Linked DNA regions of Mus musculus: regions 1 and 3 are each linked to region 2. Evidence: chromatin contacts called from public ChIA-PET and Micro-C data. All regions are on one chromosome and are shown on one strand. Each heading gives the region's core, a stretch centred on a gene start, on an enhancer-like site or on the middle of the called end of the contact. The rest is flanking DNA. Distances are from core to core; before and after follow the strand shown. Region 1 holds the start of Prkcz (protein kinase C, zeta). Region 2 holds the start of Ski (ski sarcoma viral oncogene homolog (avian)). Region 3 holds the start of Cfap74 (cilia and flagella associated protein 74).

The links. Hi-C and Micro-C count contacts between places; a contact is called where the count stands out from the background. ChIA-PET counts read pairs in DNA pulled down with a chosen protein or histone mark.
Region 1: a Micro-C map of embryonic stem cells shows a contact between it and region 2, with 6 times the contacts expected there. The contact joins the promoter of Prkcz here to the promoter of Ski in region 2. A contact is called at or near these places in 2 of 484 Hi-C or Micro-C datasets (both in embryonic stem cells), 2 of 115 datasets of contacts at active chromatin or transcription factors (embryonic stem cells and memory CD8 T cells) and 2 of 9 other capture datasets (liver and pancreatic islet).
Region 3: an RNA polymerase II ChIA-PET map of memory CD8 T cells shows a contact between it and region 2, with 5 read pairs. The contact joins the promoter of Cfap74 here to the promoter of Ski in region 2. A contact is called at or near these places in 1 of 39 promoter capture datasets (hippocampal neurons) and 1 of 115 datasets of contacts at active chromatin or transcription factors (memory CD8 T cells).

Annotation. Positions count from the first base shown.
Region 1 is chr4:155,360,025-155,362,724 of GRCm38.p6, reverse strand. Prkcz (protein kinase C, zeta) reads left to right here and starts at 1,297. Exons shown (of 18, transcript NM_008860.3): 1 at 1,297-1,573. The coding sequence starts at 1,503.
Region 2 is chr4:155,221,246-155,223,945 of GRCm38.p6, reverse strand. Ski (ski sarcoma viral oncogene homolog (avian)) reads left to right here and starts at 1,411. Exons shown (of 7, transcript NM_011385.2): 1 at 1,411-2,394. The coding sequence starts at 1,426.
Region 3 is chr4:155,407,801-155,410,500 of GRCm38.p6, reverse strand. Cfap74 (cilia and flagella associated protein 74) reads right to left here and starts at 1,261. Exons shown (of 39, transcript NM_001368738.1): 1 at 931-1,261. All of the region lies in intron 2 of 5830444B04Rik (RIKEN cDNA 5830444B04 gene), which reads left to right.

The DNA.
Region 1 (2,700 bases), core at 48-2,547, 140 kb before region 2:
CTTGCTCCAGTTCCAGGGTGAGCCCAGAGCTCTTCTAACCTCTCCAGGGCACTGCACCCATGAGGTGTGCAAATACACAGGACTACACATGCTGGCAAAACAACAGTCATACACCTAAAATAAAAACTTTCGTCCATTTCCCAACGCTAAAATAAACAAAAATATGTCTGTGAACTCAGTGTGACACACATCTGGAATCTCAGCACTTAGGAGCCTGGGCGGGTGAGGACAAGGAGTGCTAATAGCCATGACAGAAGCTACAGAGGTGCAGAGAACCAGGTTTGAGTTCAAAGGGTTTTGAAAAATTATCTGAGGCATTACTGGGGATTACCGGGCTGGCTACAGCCTCCGTTTCTCTAATATTGAGATTGTAGGCATGCCACCATTTTTTTAAAAATTATTTTTAAGATTAAAGTGTTTAAAAGCCACTTAAAGCCTGCGGGGGTGGCATATGCCTTTAATCCCAGCACTTGGGAGCGAGAAGAAGGTGGATCTCTGAGGTCAAGGCCAGCCTGGTCTACAGAGAGAGCTCTAGGGCAGCCTGAGCTACGGAGAAAGCCTGTCTCAAAAAACAAAACAAACAAAAAGGCATCTGAAGATGACCAGGTGGCTGCCAATAGGTGTCTTCTAGAGAGAACGCGGGATGTAAGATCAGGGCCGCTGCGTCTTTTCAGCCCTCCAGCGTCACCTCAGTGCCTGGCACCAAGAAGAACCAGGCACGCGTGTGGAATGTAAAGCGAAGGGCTAAGAAGACCTTACGATTCTCCAGATCTGTTCGGCGGAGAAGCTAACTGGTGCAGAGGCGGCGAATAAAGACAGGCCCTCCTGGCTGGGGATGCGGGATGCCCCTGAAGTTGGGAGGGCTGGGACCGGAGGGCCAGACCAGCTCGCACTTTGAGGAGTTGCTCAGCTCCTCGCAACCTCGGGGACGCTGCGGACAGCTGGAGTTCGTACTCCGAAGGTCTGAAAACATCGGACAACCCGCACCTCCAAAAAGTTTGCCCGGCTTTCAGCACAACAGACCCAGCAGACTCAGAAGCACGGGGCGGAGTGGCCTGACTGTCCCTGGACTATTCGGGTCGCCGCCCGTTGCCGGGCAAAGCCACTACGTGCGCGCTCCCATTGGCCCAGGGCCGCGCCCGACAGGTAGTTCATCCTGCACTCTGGTTATTGGGCCGCGGCCGCGCGGCCCCCCGAGGATTGGCCCAGGTGGCGGCCCCGGGGAGCCCTCATTGGCCACAGGTGCCTCCCGCCTCGTGGATTGGCCGTCTCGATGGCCAGGTTCCGCCCCCATCCAGTGTGCCCCCAGCTCCGCGCACCGCCCAAGTTCCGCGGAGTTGGCGAGGCGGGTGCCGTCTGTCCCGTGCTGCGCGCTCCCTTCCGCGCGCTCCCTTCCGCGTTCCGCCGTCTGCCCCGCCTGGCAACCCGGCCCTTCTCCGGGGCCGCTAGCCATGGCCGGAGCGCCCTGGAAGCAGCGCTGACGGCGGCTGGCTGAGTGCGCCATGCCCAGCAGGACGGACCCCAAGATGGACCGGAGCGGCGGCCGCGTCCGTCTGAAGGCGCACTACGGCGGGTGAGCGCGCAGCGCCGGACAGCGGGCAAAGCGGGTTGCGCGGCGGTGGAACTTCGGGGCTGTCGGGGTGCTGCGCGCGAAGGAGGCAGGGAGGCGACGACGAGGCGCCCCGGGAGCTGCGGTGGCGCCCTTCAATGTGGCCCGAGGGAAACCTCGAGGGCGGGGCGCACTCCGCCTAGCTAGTTCTCTCTGGGCGCACACAGCAGGCAGGTGTTGTTGCGCTCCTAGCCTTGGTCTCAGTCAGGGACTTTAAGGACAAACTTGCATGGTCTATAAAAGTTTTCATCAGATTGTGAAAACCTCTGGTGCATTAAAAAAAAAAAAAGTAAAAAAAAAAAAAAAAAAAAACAACAACAAACCCAACACACCCAAGATTATTCAAATTGGCCGCTGTTTAAGTGTAAGGAAAACCTTTGATCCATGGCACGCACAAGAATGCTTGAAGTTGTGGGAACACCAGAGCACATTTTCGCAGCTTTGGTTCGGGGGGGGGGGGGGGGGACGGGGGACAGAACTTTTTGAAGCTCTCCAGAATAGTCTTGCCCTGTTTTTTAGGACAGGGATGATGGTCTTTTCCGTCACATTCCTGGAGGTGGTTTTGGGGGCTGGCCTCGGCCCTTAGCCCTGGATTCCGCCTTGTTTTCCGGGAGGGAGAGGGTGGAGTGGGGAGGGGACCGATAGGGGCATGACAGTGGTTAGTATGGTTGTCCAGGAGCATTGAGTGATGAGAGCGGAGTGATGGTGTTGGTTTTCTGGTGGCTGGTTCGCCCAGGCTGGGTCGGAGAATCCCATAATCTTGCCCCTGATTGTGTAGACAGAAGAGGGTAGAGGCCTAAGGCTTTGACAGCTTCTTGCTTAGGTGCTGTGTGTCCTGGAACCAGCCTGGGTACTCCCAGGTCAAGGGTCAAGGGTCGAGGGTCGCTGCTCTTGGGAAGGAGAAAGGGAGTGGAGTGGAATGCTGGTCCTGTGGCTGAACTGGGCTCTCAGCATTCCTAGGAGTTTTACAGAGTGGCCGGTCCCAGCCACAGAGACAAGTGACTGGTCCTTTGGAAGTGGTTCCTTGCCTGGGTAGAAGATTCTCTTTTCAGCCTCAGGCCAACTTCTGGTGGTCCTGGATTTGGAGGCGG
Region 2 (2,700 bases), core at 162-2,661:
ACATAAGAGTAACCTGGCATGAGTGTTCTGTGGTGTCCTTTATGTCACCTGGAATGCGTGTTTGTGTTGCCCCTATCATATGGGGGTAGGAACTTCGGTTGTGTGGCGACCCTAGGGTGCTTTGAGACGTTCTTGTATCAGAACCCGAATGTTTTGTGGCATCCTTGCTATGAGGAAGGGAACCTGGGTTTTGTTTTGTGGTGTCCTTGTTATGAGTGTCTCGTGGAGCACGACGTCCAGCAGTGTGGGGAGTGAAGGTTACTTCACAGTGTCTACCTAGAACGGGAACCCCGGGATGTAGGGCGGCAGCGGCGCAGATCTACTGCGGACCGCCGCTCAGCTGGCCTGTGGTTGTGGCAGGGGCCTTGTGGGTTTCGGGGGCCCCAAGACCGTGGTGGCAGCAGGACCGGAGTCTTCCCAGCCGCGCAGGAAGCGGCCTCGGCCGGAAGGGGGGCCCCAGGCGCCTCCGCTGTGGCCGCCTCCAGTGGCCTCCACAAGGCGGGGCCGAGCGAGACCGAGTAGGGCCGAGCAGGGCCGAGCCGGTACCGAGTAGGGCCGAGCGGGGCCGAGCACTGCCGAGAGGGGCCGAGCTCCGGTACGGGGGAGCCGAGCGGAGTCGAGCTGTGGGCGGACAAAGCCGAGCTTGGCCGAGTCCGGTCCGGGCGTAGCCGAGCGCCACTGAGCCCGGGAGGGGGAGCGCGCGTTCTTGGAAGAGCCCGCCCGGAGCTGGTCACATTCCTGGCCCGCACTCCGGCTGAGGCGGACGCACGGCAACAAACAACGCGGGAGGCGGGGCTGGCGCGGGCGGGGCGGGGCGGTACGGGGCGGGGCGGCGCGCGGCGGCGTGAGCTCAGCTCCCGGCGCTCAGTCCGAGCCGGAGCGAGCCGCCGGAAAGATGTGCGCCCAGTGCGCAGAGCCCCGCGCCGCCGCGGCGCTCTGAGGCCGCGGGCCAGAGGCGCCTCCGCCGTCCCGGGAGCCGCGCGCGCGGGCCAGCGGGCGGCCGGGAGCCGGCAGGCGGCCGCGCGGGCGGGCAGGCCGCCAGGGGCCGGCGGCGGGCGCGACGCGGCCGGTCAGCACCGCCGGGACGAGCCGAGCGGGCGCCGCGCGGTGGGAGGAGCGGGGCAGCGGCGGCGCGCCGCGCGCGCGGGGGGCCCGGGCGGCGGCGGGCGCGGCGCGGGGCGCGTGGATGTGGCGCCGGGCCCGGGCGGCGGCGGGCTCCAGCGGCGGGACCCCTTCGCCCCGCCCGCCTTCGCCTTCGCGCCCCCGGGCGAGGCCGAGGCCGGGGCCGTGATCGGCCGTGAACCGGCGACGGGGGGCGGTCGTGGCCGCGGTCGCGGGCGGCGGCGGGGTGCGCGGGGCGGCGGCGGAGGCCGTGGGGGCCCGGGCGCACGGGAGCGGGAGCGGCCGGGGGAGCCCGATCGCACCATGGAAGCTGCAGCGGCCGGCCGGGGCGGCTTCCAGCCGCACCCGGGGCTGCAGAAGACGCTGGAGCAGTTCCACCTGAGCTCCATGAGCTCGCTGGGCGGCCCGGCCGCTTTCTCGGCGCGCTGGGCGCAGGAGGCCTACAAGAAGGAGAGCGCCAAGGAGGCGGGTGCGGCCACAGTGCCGGCGCCGGTGCCCACTGCCGCGGAGCCGCCGCCCGTGCTGCACCTGCCTGCCATCCAGCCGCCGCCGCCCGTGCTTCCCGGGCCCTTCTTCATGCCGTCGGACCGCTCCACCGAGCGCTGTGAGACCGTGCTGGAAGGGGAGACCATCTCTTGTTTCGTGGTGGGAGGTGAGAAGCGTCTGTGCCTGCCGCAGATCCTCAACTCGGTGCTGCGCGACTTCTCACTGCAGCAGATCAACTCCGTGTGCGATGAGCTGCACATCTACTGCTCGCGCTGCACCGCCGACCAGCTGGAGATCCTCAAAGTCATGGGCATCCTGCCCTTCTCCGCGCCCTCCTGCGGGCTCATCACTAAGACGGACGCCGAGCGCCTGTGCAACGCGCTGCTCTACGGCGGCGCCTACCCGCCGCCTTGCAAGAAGGAGTTGGCGGCCAGCCTGGCGCTGGGCCTGGAGCTCAGCGAACGCAGCGTCCGCGTGTACCACGAGTGCTTCGGCAAGTGCAAAGGGCTGCTGGTGCCCGAGCTGTACAGCAGTCCCAGCGCTGCCTGCATCCAGTGCCTCGACTGCCGCCTCATGTACCCGCCGCACAAGTTCGTTGTACACTCGCACAAGGCCCTGGAGAACCGGACCTGCCACTGGGGCTTCGACTCAGCCAACTGGCGGGCCTACATCCTGCTGAGCCAGGACTACACGGGCAAGGAGGAGCAGGCCCGCCTTGGCCGCTGCCTGGACGACGTGAAGGAGAAGTTCGACTATGCCAACAAGTACAAGCGGAGGGTGCCCCGGGTAAGTGTCCCCGGGTCTTGGGGGTTGGCAAACTATGCTCAAGGTGGGTGGGTGGGGTCCTTCTGCTCTGGGTCCTCTGGGTTCAAAAGGTTGGGGCTCGTGGTTCGACCTTATCAGGCCTTGGGTTGATTTGATTTTAGAAAAGTAGGGGGCTTGTCGGTCTCTTGTGGGTAAGGCCATCTTCGTGTTGTCTGAGCGCTGCTCTTATGGAGTAGAGTAAACGGGAGAGCCCTCTCGGGGCTCATAGCCCTTGACCATTCAGGCTAAGCTCTGAAGGTCTGAGAAAGTGGCAACTTCAAGCTCTGG
Region 3 (2,700 bases), core at 12-2,511, 190 kb before region 2:
GAAACTCTCACTTGTCACAGGAGTTTTCCAGGGTTGCCATAACAAAGTGCTCCAACTTGAATTCTTTACACAACAGAAATGTATTCTGTCAGTCTTGAAGCTCGTCTTATTTATTTTAAAGACAAGAAGGGGAGGGCTTCAAGCTGGGTGTGGTGGCACAGGCCTTTTAGTCCCAGCACTCGGGAAGCAGACGTAGGTACATCTCTGAGTTTGAGGCCAGCCTGGTCTGCAGAGCAAGTTCCAGGACAACCAGGACCATACAGAAAAACCCTTTCTCAAAAACCAATCAAACCATTAACAAAAACTACTGTTCAGGAATAAATTTCTAATCTAAGATAAGCAAAGGTGTGCGGTTACACACGAGGAGAAGTGAGAATCACGGGTTTGTTCATAGTTAACCAGGAGAGGAGGGTACTATGTTATGGGTGAAGACAAGATTCTATTTATTGGCTTGGGTGGGCTTTTGATAAATTGTTTGATAATCAGTTCTTAAATTGTACACAAGAAGGTAGGCATCATTTGTTTGAAGACAATATTCATCAATGAATACCTGAGCAGTCTACTCATTACCTAGCTCACATTACTTACTAGTCCACTCATTACTTGGCCCACAGCACACCTTCATTCAGGGTGTATTTTGCTAAGCATTTTTACCCAGATAAGGGAGTCATTTTATGGAAAAATCAAGCTAAGGAGGCCTATCCACTTGCAATGAAGGGTTTTGTATTTAAAGCCAGGCTGGAACAGCGGGAGGTGACTCTTACTTTCAGCTCTCAGACTGATGCCTGGCTCTTCACCAGCAGGATTGATGCTGACGCTTCATAGGCTGTGGTAACCACGTGACTCACCGCCACGTGTCCACGCAGAAAAGTTACCCCTTGTTCAGCGCATCCTCAGTGCAGCCCCAAGGCTGAAGTCGCCAGTACCCACCTCTCTGGGCAGCCCAGTGATGTCCCTCAGCGATGAGACTTCAGCAAAGGTCCCCCAAGAGTGGGCTGCACTGTTGGCAAACCTCCTCAGGAACGGCTCCTCGGTGGTGGTCCCTCAGCAGCAACAACCTCTCAAGAATGGTCCCTGGCGACTGCCCCTTAGCAACAGCTCCTCACAAATGACCCCTAGAAAGTGGTCCAGTAACTAGGTCGCCTCCCAGAAACAGATCCTCGGCGACGGTTCCTCAGCACTGGCCCCCGCAGAATCAGTTCCTTAAGCCGCTAGACCATGGCCTCTTAACGGCCCGACTGCCCCCAGCCACCGTGGGTCTGAGGCTGCGTAGTTTGGGCGCGCAGCTCCATGGCAACGGAAGGCTGCTTTGGGGTAGCGGGCGGGGCTGAGGCTGCGGAGGGAGAGCTTGTGCGCAGGCGTAGTGCAACAGCGGGGGTAAAGTGGGACGAGCATCGCGGAGGGCAGAGTCAAAGCTGACTGTTGCCCAGACGATTCTCCTGGAGACTGGGGCAGGTGCTCGAGAACTTGTCTAAAGCCAGTTGAAACTTGGGTCAACTGCTTACTTAAAAGACCATTTACGCAGAAGTTAGGATCTCCTGCGTCTCTTGGATCTGAATTCTGGCTCTCCCAGGGCTTTGCAGCCTGTGTTGTGCCCTCTAGGTGGTGACATCTGACTCCTCTGGATAACTCACAGGACTCTTTGGATTGTTTTTGGTCGTTTAAGTTGGCGTGGTCACTAGTCCGGGCAGGAGGTGGGCTCAACAGTGGACAGGACATGTTCCCTTTCCTCAGAGTCGCAGGGATGACTGGCAACTCCTGTAGTTTTGTCTTGGAGATGGAGAACCTTCAGCGTTAAGAAGTCCTCAAAATAATACAGAGCCTGTGGAAATGTCAGTGGAGATTGGTGGGGGGTACCTCTGCACTCCCTTCAGATACTTTGCCTGTGAAATACCACTGCAATACTGTATAGGTGTGTGTGTGGCTGGGGATCGAACCCAGGTGTTCTATAAGTTTAGAGCTTTGTGTATGGAAGCCGGATGTCCTAGTAAAGCAATTTGGGAAAGATAGCCAGTTGGTTTGTAACCTTTAGCTGAGGGAGAATGTGAACTGGGCCTCCTACTCTGGGTTGACCCTGGTATATGGCTGAGCAGAGAGGGTTGTGAAGTAACCATATCCAATACTAATATTTGTGGTATGAAGTATAATCCCCACTATAGTAAAATAAGTGAATAAATTGGTCTTCTCTTTCACGTTGCCTCAAATATTTGTTTACAGGGACAAAACTCTGACTAACACATGTAATTTTCTCTGGGGTATACTATACTCCTCTGTTAGGCTGGCCAAGCCTGTCAGGTATACATTAGGTTTGCCTCCCTTCCACTTTTTTTGTTTTGTTTTGTTTTTTGAGACAGGGTTTCTCTGTGCAGCCCTGGCTGTCCTGGAACTCACTCTGTAGACCAGGCTGGCCTCGAACTCAGAAATCCACCTGCCTCTGCCTCCCAAGTGCTGGGATTAAAGGCGTATGCTACCATGCCCGGCTCCCTTCCACTTTTATCTCAATATGCCAGTTGGGAATCAAGAACCAAAGGATTTCTCAGTTCAATTCTTCTTCTTCTTCTTCTTCTTCTTCTTCTTCTTCTTCTTCTTCTTCTTCTTCTTCTTCTTCTTCTTCTTCTTCTTCTTCTCCTCCTCCTCCTCCTCCTCCTCCTCCTCCTCCTCCTTCTTTCCTCCTCCTTTTCTTCTTCTTCTCCTTCTCCT